2 separate regions of the Mus musculus genome follow, and region 1 is linked to region 2. The links are chromatin contacts, called in public HiChIP or PLAC-seq maps. All regions are on one chromosome and are shown on one strand. The core of a region is the stretch at or near the end of the contact, and the rest is flanking DNA. Distances in the headings are between cores, read along the strand shown. Region 1 holds the start of A230077H06Rik (RIKEN cDNA A230077H06 gene). Region 2 has its middle 140 kb from the start of 4933402C06Rik.

Region 1 (4,446 bases), core at 1,377-3,876, 360 kb after region 2:
GCCCCTCATACAAACAGTGTGCATGCTAGCAAGGCATCTCTGCAGGTGCTGGAGGGATATTTGCAGTGGGTAGGGCTAAATTGCTGTGTCCCTAGAGAGAAGCACCCCCCCCTTAGAGAACACACAGGAGCCTGCATTAGCACTCTGGCCCACCAAGGACAGGTAAGGAAAAAATCTGGCTCTCTTTTCAGAGGTAGTAGCCAGGCCAGAACAAGGTAGGAATCCCAGAGCTCCTGCCTATCACTAGGAAACTCCAGCAAAGGCGGCCAAGAGCCACTCTTGGCTACTGAAGGTGTTCATTCTTGACTCTAGCACACCTGTATGTTAAAGGTAGTGAGGAAGGTCATATTCTGTCCTCCATCTACCTGGGCAGGCAAGCAGCTTCTATTAACACAGAGCTGAATAGGTCAGCTCTGCTCTTTTTCAGGAGCTCTAGGTTTTCTTGATGTGGAAGATGGTTGTATATGTTGGAAAGAAAAAAAAAGGAATGAAAAAGAGAAGGGAGAAGAAAAAATAACCCAAAGTAAGAAAGACCTAGGTTGACTTGGCCAGTTGTGTGATTTTAGGAAAGTTCCACAAGTTCTCTGAGCCTTAACTACCTCGCCCCAAACATGCACCGAAACCACCTCATCTAGCTATCCCTGTGCTGAAAGCCAGAGACGCCCCAGTGACCAATGTAGACAAAAGCTTTGCAGACATTAACCAAGGACGACAATAAGTAAAAGACATTGAATCGTATTACGGAAGGTGATTACTTCCAAGGAAAGGGACATAAAGACAAACAGGGAGCCCTGAGGGAGGGAGCTCCAGACTGCAGAGTTAAACATCAGTTAGAGGTAGGTGAGCCTAGCTAAGAAAGTGTCCTCCTTACAAAAATCAGAGCATGAATATTAGGAAGAGGTATATCTTAGCCAGATAGCGTAGCTGATGCAAAGGCCCTAGGGTGGGCCTAGTGTGTTGCACTGCAGGAGGGAGGATCTTGTCCAGAGAGGAGCCAGGGGAAGGATAGAAGGGAGGGAAAGGTAAAGATGAAGAAGGCAATCAGTTGACCTTGGGAGTCCCCTGGTATTTGTACTGACTGGAGCGGGAGCCACTGTAGGCTTCTGAGTAGGAGAGGGTGGTCTTATAGGTTTGATAAGGACCTCTTAGCTGTCATGTTGAGAACTGATGCATAGAAAGTGTGCACCCAGTGTCTGCTATGTGACACGCACACGATGTCAAGCAGCTATTACTATTATTCTACTACGACAGTAACACCAACGTATGACACAGGCAAAAAAATCCCCACCAGACAGAACGGGTGGAAAGAATCCACAGACCTTCAGAGTGACCAAAGCGTACCTCCCTGTAGCTGCTGGCATCCCTCCAGCAAGCCTGGTCACTGGCCATCAGTCCTTGATTGAATCTGGTACTGGGAGAGAAACTCACTGCCTCTCCAAACAAGCCAATGCACAGTGGGATAGCTCATGTCATCATATCCCTGCTTGGAATCAATTCTCCAACTGCTCCCTTAGAAACCTGCCATGGTCCTCCTGTGTAGCACGATGCAAGTCTGCCCCCTCCCTTCAAAAGCTGAGGACGGCAAGAGACCTGCAAGGTCTTGCATTCACAGACCTATGGTGGTTTCTAAAGAGTGGTGGAATGTTCAGGGGGAGGCAGGCCAAAGTATGTATACATATATGTAGAGGGAACAGGCAATGGGGACCCTGAATGAAAGGTCTACAAGGCTTTCTGCTCACAGAGCATCAGCGAGTGACCACAGGGTGAAAATGACCCATTGGCCACATAAGGAAGAGGAGGGGCAGAAGAATGCAGTGCCCGTGGTCCTCACTGGTGAGGGGAAAGCTTACAAAGAGCTACCAGCTTCTTCTCTGGAACTGTGTTCCTGTTGTCTTAGACAAGGGTGGCCACTGGGAAATTATTTCCTTTTTGGTCTTCTGTCTTCACTAACCAGTAGCTCATTGTCAGAGATACTTGGAGAGCTCTAGCATTCAGGGGAAGTTCACTGGGATGTGCCTCCATAAGTTAAGATAAAGCCAAGTAATGAGACCAGACCAGACCACTAGCTGGGGGATCCCTTGAGGAAGAGAGAGACCCAAGGAGAGCTCTATGGCTCTCCCAAGCCCTTGTGCCTGGACTGAACTATCTCATCCACCCACACACCCCTTAGGAAGGCAGACTGAACTCTCTAGGTGGCTAAAAGATATGACCCATTCTAGGTGAAGGCCAGGGAAGGTTCAGGGATACAGAAGATGCAAGCGTGGAGGATGGGCTCTGGAACGTGTACTCCACCTCTGCCTGCTTCCACCCGGGGGCTGGAGGATCCCCTTTGCTTTGGGTACAGAGTGGGAAATGGCCAGGAAGAGCTTGCTTGCAAGGACACAGGGACTAGCCCTCTCTCTGGGCAGGAAGACGGTCCCCACCCAGAAACCTCCTGAGCCCTGAGTCGTGCCCGGCGCTCCCCATTTCACCCCACCCGCACCACCTCTGCTGTCACTCACGGCCACTGCCTGCTGGCTCCCTGGTGCGCTCCGCGCCACAGGCACCTGCTCGCCCGGCGCTGGACGCTCAGTTCTTGTTCCCACACTGCGGACTCCTAGTCTTCACTGTCACTTGGTCTTGCTGCTGGCCGGACATAGCACTCCTCCCTTCTTGCATTCCCCTGGAGCCCACCCACCCGCCATGGCCCGGGTCTGGGCCAAAGAGTGGCGTGGCTCGTGGTCCAAACCTGGGTAAGGAGTTGGAGACACTGGGGGCTGCGGAGAGGGTGGGGGACACACAGAAAGCAGGGTGGAGCAGCTGTCTCCAGAGATGGACACTGGGAAGAAGCCAGGAGTTTGGGTGGGAGGACCCCCTAAGCAAAGCAGACGCGGGGTGGGGTTGCGCTGCAGCTAGAGAGATGGTGGTCGCTACGAATGACCCCGCGGCGGGGGCGGGAGGTGGGGGACGACGGGGTAGGGGCGGGGCGGACTCCGAGAGGAGGGCGGGGGTGATGCTGTGGAGGAGGCTGCTCGCCACCCAGCCACTGACCGCCCCCTCCATTCCTCTCCCCTCCCCCCTTTCCCCGCCTCTCTCGGGCTGCGGGTCGGCCACGCTGGACCCGCTCTCCCCGCGCTGCGCTACGGTCGGACGCCAGGTCTGCACGCCGCGGCTGAGCGCCCACTCGCCTTGAAGAGTGAGCGGTGGAGAAACCAGCGGGGGCGGCGGCGGGAGAGCTCCCCGGGAGTCGGAGGAGGTGGCAGTCGGGAGCCCAGCCAGAAGGAGACCAGGAGGCAGACGTTGGTGCCTTACAGGCACTCACTCCCTTCTCCAAGGATGGATCCTGGCGCAGTCCGGCAGTTTCCTGGCCCGCCCGCCAGAGTCTGAACTGCGGATCCCTATTCTCCTGTGGAGCACCGGACTGAAGGAGGTACAGACCGAAGGATCCTCCTGGAGGGACCTCGTCTCCTGCGTCCCCCGCGTAGCGCCCCCCGCCGGAGCCGCGCCGGGCCAGCCGGCAAGGAAGCTGGGCTGATTGGCGGCCGCCGGCGGCCAGGGGAGGGGGCGCCGTGCGGGGCCATGGCAGGCTCCGAGGCGTCCTAGCCGGAGCTCGAGCCGGAGCCGAGCCCAAGCTGCCGCCGCCGCCGCCTCTCCGCGCCGGGCCCCCGCCGCCGCCGCAACCCTGCGGGAGATGGAACAGCGGAACCGGCTCGGCGCCCTCGGATACCTGCTACCTCTGCTACTGCACAGCCTGCTGCTCTTCGTGGCCGACGGTGAGCGCGGGAACTTCGCGGCCGCGATGGGCTCAGGGGACCCTTTGCTAAGGCCACGGAAGTCTGCCCGCTGGCCACCGCGGAGGAGGAAAGGAAGCGGCAGGCTTTACGGTCTCCAGCAATTCGGGTGTGCAACCCAGGCTGGGAGTGGGTAGGAGCACGAGCGCAGAAGAGGGTCTCTGCAGCTGTGGCGTCCGCTTAGGGAGTCCTTTCACCCAGTCCCCGCTAAGCAGAGGAGGCCTGCAGCAAGCCAGAGTTGGCGCTTCCCAGCCCAGCTCCAGTGATACGGCCCTACCTCCCCTAAACCCTGCACGACCTGGAGGGGAGTAGCCTGCAGCAAGTGGCGGACCCCCGCTGCCACCTTTGCAGCTGCTCCCTGAACTTTGCTGGAGCCTCTCGCCCAGGGTCACTTAGTAGCTGGGGACAGGAGTGTGGGTGAGCCCAAGGCCCGGTAGCAGGAGACCGACCGCCTCAGCCTCGGGTAGCCCCAAGCTCTCCCAACCCTACCCCCACCTCGCCTATCCCCTGGTCACGCCTCTCTCTCCCGCCCCCAGCTACATTCACCGAAGTCCCCAAAGATGTAACCGTGCGAGAGGGTGACGATATCGAAATGCCCTGCGCGTTCCGGGCCAGCGGAGCCACCTCTTACTCGCTGGAGATTCAGTGGTGGTACCTCAAGGAGCCTCCCCGGGAG
Region 2 (4,218 bases), core at 1,242-3,741:
TTGGTCTCTGACCTCCACATGCAAATTAACAGACAAGCATGTGTAAGCATGCCCACAAAAACACATACTAAGACACTAGGGAACAATCCTATAGTTTACTGATCTGTTGGTTATGAAGGTAGGAGGGCTGTGGGAGGAGATGCTGATAAACTTTACCCTGCCCTTGGGCAACTGGCATTTAGCCAAGATGCTGGGTTGGCTGGGAGATTTTTTAGCTTTGCTTTCATTGAGTCCATTCAGAAAAGGCTGAGAGACAATGTCTGATGGAGATGGCTGGCTAGAGCGACTTGAGGATACAGGTCCAACATTGGGGATTGCTTGGCACAGAGAGGCCTTGTGAAGTCATGGGATTAGGGGTAATAACAGGGACAGAGTGCAGAGCCAGGATCAATAGATGGGAAGGTTCAAGCCCTTGCCCTCCAGTTTCACCTCTGGAAATGTATCATGAAGTCATGATCAGCAAGCGACAGGAGGGAGAGGGTGGCACGCTGGAGGGAAACAGTGGTAGAGTTATTTGTGAAAACTGTAAGTAACCCATTCTTCCACCAAGAGAGAAAAGCCTAATTGTGTTGTAAAGCATCGAGCACTCTAAGGTCACAATTACATAAATACATCACAGTGTGGAACTGTTCAATTGCTGAGAGGAGTGAACTGGCTCCAGAGATGTAAAGTAGGCTATCATTTCTGCCTAAGTGTTTGCATACAGTCACATAAAACACTCTAGAAAGCCACATGCTGAAATGTCAGCTAGGACAGTGTTTGAGGGGACCTTAAGGATAAGATGGGTTTTCCTATTTTGTTCGTGTGCATGTGCATGTGTGATCTGTTCAACGCTTGCCTTTTTTTTCACAGAGACTTCCCTGGCTCAGATCTGAGAACTGCCTTTTTGATGGTTCCCTTCCTGCTGAATTTCCCCTAGAAAGCCTTCTGCCCTTGTCTGTCTATTTTGCTTACAGCCCACCCTACATAATACCACTCAGCAGCATTAGGTCGCAGTCATTGACAGAGCAATTCCATGACTGTTTTCCCCTTCCATTTGTTGTTTCCAGCACTGCTCTCAGAACTCAGCACAATGGGCAACCCACACCTACTCAGAAACTCAAGAAAACCTTGCCATTTAGAGGACTATAACATGTGTCTGACTGTGTGACAAAATTACGGGCAGCTCTTTAAAGCACATGCTAACTGGTCGACTGCCCTTTCTCCCTTTCCTTCCAGCAGCCCTAAGAGCTATACCTCCCTGGGACACCTGTCAGGAGCAATTGAATCCAGGCACAAGGGCAGCCTGCACAACTATTCTGGCTGTTTTTCTTGTGATGGAAACCAGGGCCTTTTCTGAACTTTAACAGCATCAAATTAGAGTTCAAAAATAGCTGAGGTATTCTCTCGCTTAATGGTTCCAGTATCCTTCCACATGCTTCCTAATCTTTCAAGCTAAAGACTTTCTAAGATACAGAGTCAACCCATGGCCACGAGCTACAAGCACTATCTATAAATTATCTCAATATCTCTCCTTCTGTATACCTGATCTTTAGAATAAGCTCAATGACATTCTTAGTGGCTTCCAAAGTACCTTAAAAAATTTCTTTCACCTTGGACCAAGGATCACATGCTTCTAGCAGTTTAGGGGGTTCAAAGAACGGCTGTTGGGTTTGACATGCTGGCCCCAATTTCATGTTATGTATGGTCCAGATTTTAAATCTAACCTGCAAGGGTAGCACAGTATATTTTAAAATTAAGATTTTACCAACACTTAAAAAGAATAAAAAAATTCACTGAATAAATGAAGACATTTCTCCTAAAAAGGTTCAGAGAAGCTGAACACAGAGTCCTTTGATGTTCATCACTATTATTGTTTTTGTATGTGCACTCTGTGTGAGTTTATGTGTATCATATGTGTGCAGTATACTCAGAGGCAGGATGAGGGCATCAGATCCACTAGAGCTGGATCTTACAAGAAGTTGCGAGCTGCCTAATGAGGGTGCTTGGAACTGAAGCCAGAGCCTCTATAAAATCAGCACAAACTCTTAACTGCTGAGCCATTGTTCCAACTTGACACTTGTCCTTTTAAACAAAGCATTTGCTTTTAATAACCTGTGTGCAAATGTTGGTGTTTCTCCCTATACCTCACAAATATCATATGTTAAGATACTTGTCCCCAGGTAGTGGCTAATCTGATATAACTAGCTGGTGAAGGTGTGAGACTTTCCAGCTAGGATTAGTGCTTTCAGCAGAGCTACCACAGAGCCTTTCTGCAATGTGAGGACACAGGCTCAGCACTCTGCAAGCTTACAGAGGCTCTTCCCCAGAAAATGATCAACCTAATATTGGACTTCTTCTTTCCAGTACTATGAAAAAAAAAACGTGTTATTTATAAGCTGCCCTTTGTGGTACTGTAATATAGCATCTGTAACTAATGAACTCACTCCATATACCCTGGCCTGTTTCCATCCCAAATGACGCCAGATCCAAATGACGCCATCTGGCTTTGGGAAGCATCATAGTGATCACTAACCCCCTCCTCCCATTACGCTCAAGTGAGGGGATGGAAAGAGAAAGCATGCTCTTCCATTCATTCTTCTCTACTGGAGTTTTGGCAACTCACTAGCAGCCTCCATTGGCAGGCTTCCTGGAGCTCAGGGCTTGTGATCCTGCAGCTGAGCAGACAGGTACAAGAAGCCACACAATGAAATCTGTTTTCATTATGATGGTACCAGTCGCCACCCTTGTCTTAGAGCAGTGAGCTTGGGGAGGGGAGTGGAAGAAGGTGGCAGCAGCTATGTCAGTGGAGTAACAAGAGCCCAGACTGTGCCTAGTAGCTGCTTCTGTCGGAGAGTTGAGAGTTACTGCCACTGCTTGAATATTTTCCCAGAGTCTGTGTTGGGAACCTTAATCCCCAACCGTGTCAAAAAGACGCTCTTAAAAGTCAATAGGTAGTGGCAACTCTACTTTCATAAAAGAATTAGTGCTCTTACTGTGGAAGTAGGTTTCTGACAGAAGAATTATGTATGATCTTGCTGGTTTCTAATTTAAGAAGGTTTAGCCCATCAGAGCAGGAACATGAGACAGTGGCTTTACACATAATGGCTGGACCAGGAATCAGAAAATGGAGCAGGAATTCTGATTGGTTCTACCCTCCAAAGCTTCCAGTGATCCATGTACTCTTCACTACCTCCACAATCCCCCACAACAGCATGACTAGCTTAAGGCCAGATATTCAAACACATGAGCCTATGAGGTACTTAACATTTAATGTGGAACACTTAGGTTTAGCCCAACCTTGTGTATATGTACATGCATGCATATACACATGTGTATGTGTATATACAACACACACACAGCATGAAGGTATGTATAACTTCTTATTTACCCTCATGATGCCACTAATATCCTCACAGAGGGCTTGCTTCACTGCTTATTAACTGACATTGGCTAAGATAATATAGAATATATATTGAGATTTTTAAAGAAAACAATGCTTAGTTATAAGAGAAGAGAAATTCAAGTGTGACAATTCCCTCCTGAAAAGCACGCATCCAGGCCCTGTCCTAAGTATTTCCAAGTTATTTGTTGAACAGGAAGGGCCTGGAGGTATACACCAGTAACTCCAACACTCAGGAGACAAGGAGATTGAAATGCCTGAGGCCAGCCTGAGTTACTAAATAAGACCATGTTTTATAATGGAAAGAGAGAGAGAGAGAGAGAGAGAGAGAGACAGACAGACAGACAGACAGACAGACAGACAGAGAGACAGAGATTGAGAATCAGGTACATAAAACTTTCCCTTTCACGTTTTTATCTTGAAGGGTCTCTTGACTCCAAATCAATTCTGTCCACCACTGTCTGAGAACTTGCAATTCCAGCCATGTGTCTGAGCCTTTCCCTTGAGATGTCCAATCACTGTCACTGTAGCACATGCCCCGTGCTCCAGCTGTATTGTGCCTGACCCATTCATTCTGCACCTGGCTTCTGTAGCCATTAGGGTTTGCTGTCGAACTGGAACAGTCCTCATCTGATTCTGAAACACCTGGAACATTCACATCCACCCACCACCCAGGGTCAGCCCTGAAAACAAGCATTCCAAAGGACCGCAGCTGAACCAGCTCTTGGACTCGTTCCTCTATGCACACATCCCAAGTCCTTGTGTCATCCCACCATGGGCAGTCTCTGCTCATTCACCTTGAGGTAATTCTCTGAACCTAGTACTCTGACCACTCC

The links. HiChIP or PLAC-seq counts read pairs in DNA pulled down with a chosen protein or histone mark.
Region 1: a contact with region 2 is called in an H3K27ac HiChIP or PLAC-seq map of VIP interneurons, with 3 times the contacts expected there. The contact joins the promoter of A230077H06Rik here to the enhancer-like site in region 2. A contact is called at or near these places in 6 of 39 promoter capture datasets (cranial neural crest, embryonic stem cells, hippocampal neurons and 2 more), 9 of 484 Hi-C or Micro-C datasets (cerebellar granule neurons, cerebellum, cerebral cortex and 4 more), 7 of 115 datasets of contacts at active chromatin or transcription factors (SST interneurons, VIP interneurons, astrocytes and 4 more) and 4 of 9 other capture datasets (adipose tissue, embryonic stem cells, liver and 1 more).

Annotation. Positions count from the first base shown.
Region 1 is chr7:40,895,698-40,900,143 of GRCm38.p6, forward strand. A230077H06Rik (RIKEN cDNA A230077H06 gene) reads right to left here and starts at 2,627. Exons shown (of 5, transcript NR_040329.1): 1 at 2,502-2,627. Vstm2b (V-set and transmembrane domain containing 2B) reads left to right here and starts at 3,581. Exons shown (of 5, transcript NM_021387.3): 1 at 3,581-3,752; 2 at 4,307-4,446. The coding sequence starts at 3,671.
Region 2 is chr7:40,537,455-40,541,672 of GRCm38.p6, forward strand. No RefSeq gene overlaps it. Among named protein-coding and RNA genes, the nearest start is that of 4933402C06Rik, 140 kb to the right of the region's middle. Within about 2 kb of position 2,492, at least 2 of the 459 cell types and tissues checked have an H3K27ac peak or open chromatin away from gene starts, as enhancers often do. A contact at or near this core is called in VIP interneurons, where this site is marked.